Regions from separate parts of the Arachis hypogaea genome. Here region 2 is linked to region 1. A link is a contact called in public Hi-C data. All regions are on one chromosome and are shown on one strand. Each heading gives the region's core, a stretch centred on a gene start, on an enhancer-like site or on the middle of the called end of the contact. The rest is flanking DNA. Distances are from core to core; before and after follow the strand shown. Region 1 has its middle 12 kb from the start of LOC112735905. Region 2 holds the start of LOC112738235 (SPX domain-containing protein 1).

Evidence for each region. Hi-C and Micro-C count contacts between places; a contact is called where the count stands out from the background.
Region 2: a contact with region 1 is called in a Hi-C map of an unstated tissue, with 2.7 times the contacts expected there. The contact joins the promoter of LOC112738235 here to the enhancer-like site in region 1. A contact is called at or near these places in 2 of 8 Hi-C or Micro-C datasets (leaf and an unstated tissue).

The regions. Positions count from the first base shown.
Region 1 is chr13:43,715,913-43,721,419 of arahy.Tifrunner.gnm2.J5K5, forward strand. No RefSeq gene overlaps it. Among protein-coding and RNA genes, the nearest start is that of LOC112735905, 12 kb to the left of the region's middle. Within about 2 kb of position 2,564, at least 3 of the 3 cell types and tissues checked have open chromatin away from gene starts, as enhancers often do.
Region 2 is chr13:43,758,376-43,764,361 of arahy.Tifrunner.gnm2.J5K5, forward strand. LOC112738235 (SPX domain-containing protein 1) reads left to right here and starts at 2,465. Exons shown (of 3, transcript XM_025788586.3): 1 at 2,465-3,151; 2 at 3,568-3,694; 3 at 4,385-5,139. The coding sequence starts at 2,858. The coding sequence ends at 4,827.

The DNA of each region.
Region 1 (5,507 bases), core at 1,314-3,813:
TGATACTTATATCACTATATATATATTTCTCTTGTATACTTTTCTTTTATAGTATAATTTTTTTTTTCATTTCTTATCAATATATATATATATATATATATATATATAATCCACCGAAAGGAAGGTAGCAATGTGTCTATCAAATTGCTATATTTCAAAGCTTATTGAATGAGTTAAATTATTACTCACATGTGCAATTAAAGAAAGATGACAATTATACTAACTAGCTAGCTAGTCCATGAGTTTAGCTCGCTTGTTATGAGCTTAATTATGCCAACAACATAATTTAATGTCTTTTGTTTCCTTTTTTCCTCTACCAACCCTCAAGAAATTTTTTCTTTATGTGAGTTATAACAATCGATATAAATCGATTAAGATAGATCAACGAACGACGAGAAGGAAATCACGTTATCGTTATTATAGACAAATGCTATATATCAACACCGAATTGGTTTTGGTCCCTCAACCATATATATGTCTCTAAAGTTTGAGCATCACAACTACATGCAGTGGGTACCCTAATGAAAGAACAGATAAGAGCAAGCTTCTAAATAGATTAATTAATAGACCAAGTAACTAATACTGCAAAGAACGTCCAAGGATGGTTGGCATATATTTGGTAAGGAAAATGAACCAAAATCAAACAAATACTCGAGTTTGATTTTCACCGTCGTCGATGTAAGGATCATTTCGATCAACTATGTTAACTGTAAATAAAAAATTGGTCCCTAATTAATTATTTATATATAATATATATTGTAATAAAAATATAAAATAATACATGTAAATTTAATTTACAGAAAAAAAAAAGGTGATACATAAGTACCTTTATCTATAAGTAGTACTAAAAATGACTTAAAACCATAGAAAAATTTTCAAATGTTGTAGAAATTAAATATCGGTGTTTTAATTATTTTAGTTATTAATTTTAATTAATCTATATTATATATGAGATTAACTGTTAAAATTATTGAAAAATTGGTATATTTAGAATACTTAAAATTTTTCCAAAATCATATAGTTTAACCTTGACGTAATGAATAGTATCGAACTTACCTTTTTTCCCTTAAAAAATACCATTTAATTTAAGTTTAATTATTTTATTAATTTTTATGATTTTATTAAATTTTTAATTAAGTTTTTATATTTTTTTTTTTACAATTATATTCTTATACTGTTTTTAATTTTATAATTAGATCATTTCTAATATAAAAAATATTAGAATTAATTGAATATATTTTTATAAATTAAAAATATTTATAATTAAAAATTTAATTAAATCTTTAATTATATATATTTTATTAATTTTAATATTTTTAATATAAAAATAATTTAATTATAAAATTAAAAAATATATAAAAATTTAATAAAACTAAAAAAATAATAGAATAATTAAATCTTTAGTTTATACATAACAGCATAATGTCCACGTATAGATATACCGTGCCATCTATTGTCCAGAGAAAGGAGCTCCCAGCCATACATTATAGATATTTCAACTTTCAAGTAATGAATCTTTGGTTTTTCATTAATGCTAGGGAAACAAAACAAATAGCCAAAATTTATTTTATTTAGCATCTATTAATTATTATAATAATTAATAAATATTAAATAAAATAAATTATGACTATTTTTGGTTGATTTTTTTTTTTGTTATTAAACATTTTCATTTTATTATATCTTTAATAAGACAAATCAATAATTACTTTGTTAAGGATCAAAATTTTATTTGAGAATTTAATATTAATTAATATATTTTTACATGCAGTAGAAAAGATTTAAATCTTTGACAATTAATTAAACAGATTAATAAACTAACCATTAATTTGACCCAAGTTAATTTTCAAGTAATGAATTCTGAGTTATTTTAAAAGAGAGAGTTTATGCATGGATGTAAAATTTGAAGGAAAAAATGTGATTTAATTTTAATTTGAATCTATAATATGTAATTCTTTTTCGTTTGGAGAAAAGTAACAACCAGATGATATATATATATATATATATATATATATATAATCCATTAATTCAGTAATAGTCTAAAAAAAATATAATAAACTAAAGTGTAGCATATCTTATATTTCAATATAAGAGTGTTTATTCTTGAAGCTATGGTTATATAAAAAGTGCATTATTTCATCCTACTTCAGTCTAGTTTTATTTATTTATTTATTTACTTTGATAATTTATTAATTGTTCCACCCACCAAAAGCATGCTAGGTGAGGAGCTACGTATTAATTTAAAAGACAAAATACAGAGCTGCCTCAAACTAGATATAGAAAAGGAGCCAACATGTGCAATCTATACCGCACATAAAATTACTTCATATATAATATATCCAAAAAAGAATATTCTTCTAACTCACTCATTAGAAGCTGATAGCAAGTTAGCAACAATATTCACTTTAATTTTTATGTGATAGGTATTTGATTTTTTGCTATTATACTTGACAACAGCTATATATTTTTCTGGCTCAGATGGCACGTTTTTTTTTTTTGGGTATATAGATGGCACTGTATGGAAGATGTGGAATGGGTCAGGCCACAACTCAAAACTCACAACGTTTAGACTTGGGCCTCCACACTGTGTCCTTGTGTAGAGCAAAGGACAACAAGCCGAAATGAATACCCGATGACCCTATATTTGTATATTTTTACAACCCCGCTGCCCACTCTCCCAAAAACATAAGGAGAACGAAGGACGCAAAAAAAAAAAAAAAAAAAAGGAAAAATGAATAAAAAGAACCTTATTAGTGTTTAATGTAATTTTTGAGTTCCAATTTTAATTTGGTTGCTATCCTTCTAAATTTTGTTATTTAATCTTGAAATTATTAGAGATATTGTTTTCTGTTTTTATTTTCTAATTGTTATAAATATTTTATTTAAGCAACAAGGACAACCTATTATTTCTATTTGATTTTTATGTAGAGGTCGAAACTGATTATGAATTATGGATTTTGGGATGGTCTATCGTAGATTTGGAATCTCAAGTGGAGAAGGCGTACCCTTGAGTGAAATAGTAAATACGGTAAAAAACTTCATATTACCCTACAAGATGCTTTCGGAAGATAATATCATTTGGAAGCTTTCGGAAGATGGATCCTTCTCGGTTAAATCTATGGCAATCACGGCTATTCGAGAAAAAATGGGTATTGTGGAATTCAAACACGGTGTAATTAAAGTTATATATTAAATAGTATTTTATCTTATTAATTAGGTACTCTTGAAGTATTCTAGTGTACATAGATGGTTAGATAGAGTATGTTTATTAGGGTTAGGATGTCTAATGTTCTTGTATATATATGGATAATAGTAATGATAAAGACATTAAAGCTTTTCATCCCTCAACTATCTTTTTTTCTCTCTTCAAAGCCTCCTCTCATATGATACTTGCTCCACTATTTTACCACTCGGTTTGAACAGAGTTTTGTTATGATGCGGTGAGCGTGGAGCCTACAACAAAGTGTGAATCTTTCGCTGAGAACATGTAGTGAGAGTAGCTCGTGAAAGATAGATCTAACCTATTTATTCATTAATGGCAACGAATGAGGCAGAGGTGATGAATCCAAAACACGCAAAGTTTTGCTGCAGCAGATTTTCAGAATTTTGCAAAGATGATGGCTCAGTTTCAAGCTTTCCAAGCCACTTCTAGATCTAACACCAACCTTCTTCAAGATCCTTCAAGTTATTACTACCTTCACCCAAGTGAGATACTTGAAATCGCTCTCACAACCACACTGAACTACCACACCTGGTCTACATCTGTGTGGATCTGTCTAAAATCGAAGGATAAAATTAGATTCATTGATGGCACGTTACTCAAACCAGCTCCAACAGATGATTCATATGATGCTTGGGATCGTTGCAACACGGTTGTGCTGTCATGGCTACATGGATCATTGAGTCTAGAAATTTTGCAGAGTGTACTGTGGTGTGATAATGCACACGAACTGTAGAAAGACCTCAAACATCAATTTTATGAGGGTGATCTATTTCGGATTGCTGAGCTTGAGGAAGATCTGTTCAGCACAAAGCAAGGTGAGTTATCCATCATCTCTTACTGTACAAAACTGAAAAGGATCTGGGAAGAAATAGACGAATTCAGACCCATACCAACTTATGCTTGCTTGAGTAATTGTAGCGATGGATTAGACATAATGAGGCAATATAGGTTGCAGTCTTATATGATTCGTTTTCTTAGAGGTTTAAATGACCAATATGCAAGTATGCGCTCCCATATTATGTTGCTTAAACCCCTTCCAGATGTGAATACTATTTTTTCTCTACTTCTTCAACAAGAAAGACAAATGATGCATCTCATTGAATCAGATTCTAGAATACTAATGAATGCTGTTCACACTAAATCTATAGGTGAAGGAGAGACTTACCAGCCTAGTCAAGGCAGTGCTAAATTTATCAATACTGGAGGTGAAAAAGGTAAATTTGGGGCCAACAATGTCAGAGAAAGAGGAAGAGGGCGTCATAAAGGTGGCAAAGGTACTACTAGAGGAGCTCCCAAATTTTGCTCTTATTGTGGAAAACAAGGTCACTTGGTGGATACATGTTACCAGAAGCATGGCTTTCCACCACATTTGCAACCAAATTACTCTAATGGAGTACCTCTTTTAGCTAATTTAGTGAACTCAGTGATAGTTGTGAGTAATACAGAATGTAATCCCACACCTGTTATCCAAAATGAAGGCAAGATCAGTTTGGATGGGATATTCTCGGATAGACAGAAAGAAGCACTTATTGCACTATTCCAGCAACATGAAAAACCTCTTCATGATGAAAATTTAGCAACCATTCATACTCCTTTAGCCAGTATATTTCATCTCATTTCTCATTCCGATTTTGAATTGAATTCTAAAGATTGAATCTTAGATAATAGGGCAACTGCTCACATTTGTTTTAGTCTTAAACATTTTTATTCTATTAAATATATTAATCCAGTTAAAATTGTCATGCCAAATGGTTCACAAACTATTACAACCTTATGTGGAACAATTTTTTTTCAGCTGATTTTTATTTGAGTGAGGTTCTATATGTACCAAATTTTAAATGTAATCTCATTTCTATTTCAAAAGTTACTAATGCCTTATCTTGTTGTTTTATGTTCAATACTCATAATTGTGAGATTTAGGAGCGGCCTACCTTGAGGATGATTGGAATTGCTGATCAAAAGTGAGGGCTGTATACAATGAATACTCAAGCAAAGATGACTGTTAACTTTAGCAAATTAGAAGAAAAAATTTTCAATATTATGACAGAAGAACAGGACATACATACTTCACACATTTCACAGAGTGTTCTTTGGCATTATAGGTTAGACCATATTTCTTTTAGTAGATTAAACAATTAGAAAAATGTATCCATTCATCTCATGTCCAAACAATGATGTACCATGTGATCCATGTCATTTTGTAAAATAAAAGAGGTTTCCTTTCTCTAATAGTTTGAGTAAATATGAATTTTTTTCTATTTGATTCATGCTAACATTTGGGCCTATT
Region 2 (5,986 bases), core at 1,215-3,714, 42 kb after region 1:
TTTTAATTAATTAAGGATCCCAAATGTCGTATTATGGACTTGGTAGCAAAAATTGGATATTCCAAATGCCTTGGCATTATACCATGCGTTATAAATTAATAAACCTTAACTTCGCTTTCCCTTTGCTTAGGCCTTCTACCTTGCTGTGCTTAAATTTACTCAAACTTTTCTGCTTTTGTTGCAGTTATTTTTATTTTTAATTAATGTATTATCTTTTAAGTTGACACCACTATCTATTCCCATAGTTGGACCAGTTTGACTCATCTATAAAATTATCCATGATTTGATTACGAGATTGCTTAGGTTTTAAACGCACTATTAATAATAAAAGGTCATATGCTCGGTAAATATGATATTTATTTCCCTTTGTTTTCCCCTAAAACATATACATATATATTCTTAAGTATTTTTTTAATGTTAATATATAAAAAGTTAACTGATTTATATAATTACTAAATTTAAGATGAAGCATGGCATGGAATCTCATTCCTTCATAAAAGAGGTTATCATTGTATTTTCATATTCTATGCAATGAATATTTCCTTTTCATGACATATATATGTTGGGGAATTTTAAAAATATATGTTTTTGTTAGAAATTTTAGAGAGAGAACAGACAAAAAAAAGTTTGTGTGTATATAGAAAGATATTTATAAGTGTTAAAAGAATCGAAATAATAAAGATGTAATATCCTATAATAAATATTTAGATATGTTAAATAATGCTAATTGATCTAATTGATTCTAATTATACTCTAACATCTTCCCTAAAAATCAAGTGATAACTTGAGTTTGAAACTTATTTAAAACAATGAAACAAAAAAATGCATAAATTGATAAAACGGATGCAAATGGAATTGCCATAACAAAAAGCAGACGAAACAGCCAGAAGAAAGCGTAAATGGAATTGCCAGAAAAAAGCGTAGACAGAACTGCCAGAAAGAAGTGCAGATAGAACTGCCACAAGGAAGCGCATACGGAACTGCCACAAAAAAAGCGCAGGTGGAACTATTGGAAGGAAGCACAAACGGAATTGGCGAAAGAGAACGTAGACAGAACTACCAGAAGAAAACGCAGACGAAATTGTTGGAAGGAAACGCAGACGGAATTGTCGAAAGGGAACCAGACGGAACGGCCGGACGGCAATGCAGATGGAACTGTCGCAAGAGTGGCCAACTGTCGAAAAACTGTTAAAAAGATGGCGAACTGTCGTAAAAATACTGAAAATTTGACGAAGTGCAAAGAGATTACAAACTATCGGAAGGTGATAAAAAATTTATAGTTTCTCCATGAGAATAAATAAGTAGCAAGTGAATTAACCGGTGAACTGAGAAAGCATCAAAGTATTCATAAAAGAGAAAGAAAAAAAAATATCACTAAAAAAATATGAAAAATACCGTGATTTTACTCGAAAACAATCTATCCTTCTTAAAAAGAATACATGACTCTGATATCATATTAAAAAAAAATAAGAGAGAGAACATTAAAAAAAATTGTGTGTATTTAAATTATACAAAATAATACAAAATAAAATAATATTTATAAATACTAAAAAAATTAAAATAATAAAAATATAATATTTTATAATAAATATTTAAATATATTAAATAATACTAATTAATCTAATTAATTCTAATTATATTCTAACGGTTTTAAAGCAACAACATTTCGATTGTCAAGTTGTATAAAATACAAAATAATCTGACATGTATTCATTTAATCTTATATTCATTACATAATAATACATAAAAATATAAACAAAAACATTGAAATTTCATATTTGTTACTGAATCCAAATCATTTTTGAGTTCTTTATAAATCCAATTCTTATTTATTTTCTAAACCATAATTTATAAATATTCGCACTCACATATATCACATTAGAGCATTGCGTAACCAAAAACCAAAATTTCATCCTATAACAAATATGACTTTCTTTTAGAAGTAATAAAGCTATGAATAATTCTTAAACAAAATTGGAGACAAGTTTTATTATTAACAAAAACTTATAAATATTAAGTGATCAATATGTTTTCCTTAAAAATATTAAGATTATAAGTACAAATATAAGTCTTGAAAATTATAATTTATTTTATTTTATAGAATTTTTTTTATTTAATTATTTTGTTAATTTTACTAAATTTATAATCAATTTTTTTTCTTTCAGTTAACTATTTTTAATTTTATAATTAAATAATTTTTATATTAAAATTAATAAAATACTTATTTTAAAAAATATGTAGTTAAAAATTTAATTAAATTTTAAATTATAAATATTTTTAATTTATAAAAAATATTTTATTAATTTTAATATTTTTTATATTAATAAAAATATATTTATAAAATTAAAAATAATATATAAATTTAATTAAAAATTATAAAAAATAATTATAAATTTAATAAAATTATAAGAATTAAGAAAGTAATTAAAATTTGATAAGTATTGTAAATGAAAACTCACACCACAGATACATAGCACATAGCAGTGAGTATTAAAGCAAGTGGAGAAGCGCAACCACTCCCTTGGGAGGACAGTAGAGAGGGGAATAAAACCCAAGATATACTCCTATTTACGGATATTCCAACTATACCCTCGAATATTCTCTTCTCCTATACCGTTATATCTCTCACCTTCTCTCACTTCTCCCCTCTCCTCCTCCTCCTCTCCTTCCCTATCATCGCATTCGCAACCAAACTCATATATATTATATTCTTTCGCCTTCACACATTCCTCTATATTTATTATTTCTTCACACATACTATACCATACCAATTACCAACTCTTACAAATCACTACCTTCTTTTTTCTTCCATCTGAAATTTCATCTTTCTGTTCGTTTTTTTCTTTAACGGAAAGCCATGAAATTCGGAAAGAGCCTGAGTAACCAGATCGAGAAAACCCTACCGGAATGGCGCGACAAGTTTCTCTCCTACAAGGAGCTCAAGAAGAAGCTCAAGCAATTGGACCCTGCTCCTAAGTCCGACGACCGCCCTGCCAAACGCCCTAGGCTCGACGCCCCCGGAGATTCCGACTCCGCCGCGCCGGAAATCTCCAAGGAGGAACTTGACTTCAGGAATCTCCTTGAAAAAGAGCTCGAGAAATTCAATAACTTCTTCGTCGAGAAGGAGGAAGAGTACATTATCAGGCTCAAGGTGCGTAATTAATCTCTTCGACTCGTTAACTGATCCAAGAAATTTAAAAAGAAAGAAAGAAAGAAAGAAAAGTTCCGAATCTATTTTAAGTTTTATGTGGAATTTTAATTTAGTTAGCTTGATTAGCAATGAACATACCAGCAAATTATGAATTTGATTATTTTATTTGACATTTGATACGATGATATAATAAAATATTATATTTTAGGTCTCCTGTCTCCACTAGGCAAAGTAACTATTCTTGTTTCAATTTGGCAATGTCAATGCCAACTTTTATTCTCCAGAAAATTACTGGAACATTTTAAGCTAATTAATTAATTAGGATAAGCATGTTTAATTGGATTAATGTTTATTATAGAAGAGCTAGCTGGATATGTAAGTGTGTAACTAATGTTTGTTGCGGTTTAAATATGCAGGAGCTTCAGGACAGGGTGGCCAAGGTGAAGGTTTCCAGTGAAGAGTTGATGAAAATTCGCAAGGAAATTGTGGATTTTCATGGAGAGATGGTCTTGCTGGAGAACTACAGTGCCCTTAACTACACAGGTACTTTCCCAAGTTTTAATTGTCAACACTCAGCAAATATGTTAACTTACTTTTCATATATTCGTATTGAATTATTTATTATTATATTTACAAGTTGCAAACCTTTATATGATAAAATATGTGTCGCATTCACTTTATAATTATGCCATTTAAAATTATGCCATTTATGAATGCAATGGATGAGATCAAGAAATAAGATGGAATAGGATTCATTTCTAATTCATATTGTTCATTATTTCTTAAAAATCGGTGGACAACTTGTGACCATATGCTTATCTTGGAATAAAGAAATCTGAAAATTGAACATCCGGGCTTTTTGATACCCCATTATGGCTTATCATTCTTTGCTTTAGAATAGTATATGCCGAGCACCACAAATATTCCTGTTGAAAATTATGCACAGGCTAATCATCTAAAAGCTTAAACAATCAAACAGGGTAGTTCACCTTTTTATTTTATTCTTTAAAAAATATACTAGTTAGCTGTCGGTAGATGGTGATCTGGTCTTTAAACAATAAGCTGCGGTTTTCAACTTTTTAGAGAGATAGGTTTAGAGATAAGTTTCTGTGATTAGCCTCAATTTGGTTATTTTGAGCATTTATTGTGGATTATTACATAAGGTCTTTATCTTCTATCGAATCAGCAGCTCCAGACAACTAACTAATTGTAACCTCATTTTTCTATCCACAGGGCTAGTGAAAATACTGAAAAAGTATGACAAGAGAACTGGTGCTCTAATCCGGTTGCCCTTCATACAGAAGGTCTTGCAACAACCTTTCTTTACCACTGATCTGCTTTACAAGCTAGTGAAGGAGTGCGAAGCAATGCTTGATCGCCTTTTCCCGGTTATTGATTCTCCACCTTCTGGCGAGACAACTCCCCAAGCTGAAGGATGTGATCCTTCAACTTCCACCACTACCAAGAGCAATGGTTTCTTGATACCTAAGGAATTATCAGAGATCGAGTACATGGAGAGCCTCTACATGAAGAGTACCATATCAGCATTGCACGTATTGCAGGAAATTAGAAGCGGGAGCTCGACAGTTAGTGTTTTTTCGTTGCCGCCACTGAAGATTAGTGGATTGGAAGAAACATGGAAGAAAGTTCCAGTTCTGGAACAAGCAGCCAAGTAACTTGCTTGGTTGCTTTTCACGGCAGTGTGGTGGGGATGGCTTCTCTGTCCCACCCTTTTTCCCTGAAATCCGCCTTTGTTATGCACGGCTTAGATACTAACACTGATGTAATTCTAAATGTAAAGATGGAATTAATTTTTATATAATCATAGGGTTCCATATAATAAAGAGTCTGGAAATCACAGTTGTTCTGTTTTGACTGTTGATAGTTCGTTGACGGTCATATTCTATATCTGTAGCTAATATACTTAATAGTTATATATTTTGTATCTGCTTCATACTGTAATGTTATAGGTTCCAATTTGAAAATCATTTCTGTGGCTACGTGTGCCTTGCATATTTTTCCTAGTTGACAATAGATTGTAGCAAAACGCTGAGCTAGAGGTTGCAAACCTTAAGCTTTTGAGTTTTCAATATAGTGTAGTACAGCAGGTAGAACTGAAATGCTTCAAAAGTTTTAGCGTACCGAAGAGGCGAAGAGTGCAACTAAAACCAGAAGAGTTGCAAAACAAAGTGCAATCGGTAAAAAAAATCAGAGACAAGGGGCTTGGTGATAAAGGAGTAATGTGATTTTTAGTTCTCTGCCCGAGAACGTTTTGATTATCTGGACGTTAATCAGATTTAGATCATTTATTGCGCAACTTCTCTAGAGTTTTTAGAAGGTAAAAAATTGAACTCTGCATTAGAATGCTGGAACTTACTCCACATCATTCGAACAATAGACCAACTTGTTGTATATTGAAGTCATTCTAACTATCATCTAACCCTGCATTGGTTAGCCAAACTATAGATGCACTAATAACTAGAGGAGTTAACTATAATCATAACCACCAAGTGCCATGTGGCAGAGATGCAAACAGATTAACTCATTAACAAATTCCTTACTTGTAACTGATCTTCCAACTACTTTCGAAATGAGGCAAGTTGCAGCTACATACTAACCAACAATAGTCATAATTGTGAATTTTTTAATTGAATAAGAAAAAATATAGAAAACTAACCCTATTTCTAAACAACATAAACAATAGATTAAAAAAAATTAATTTCAATTTTAAAAATCAAATTTTTAATTAATGAAATATAATGAGATTTTTTTTATTTTTTTAACCCTTGCCTTAATTCTAGTTCTCTCTTACGTTTTGTTTGGGAGTGGAAAGAA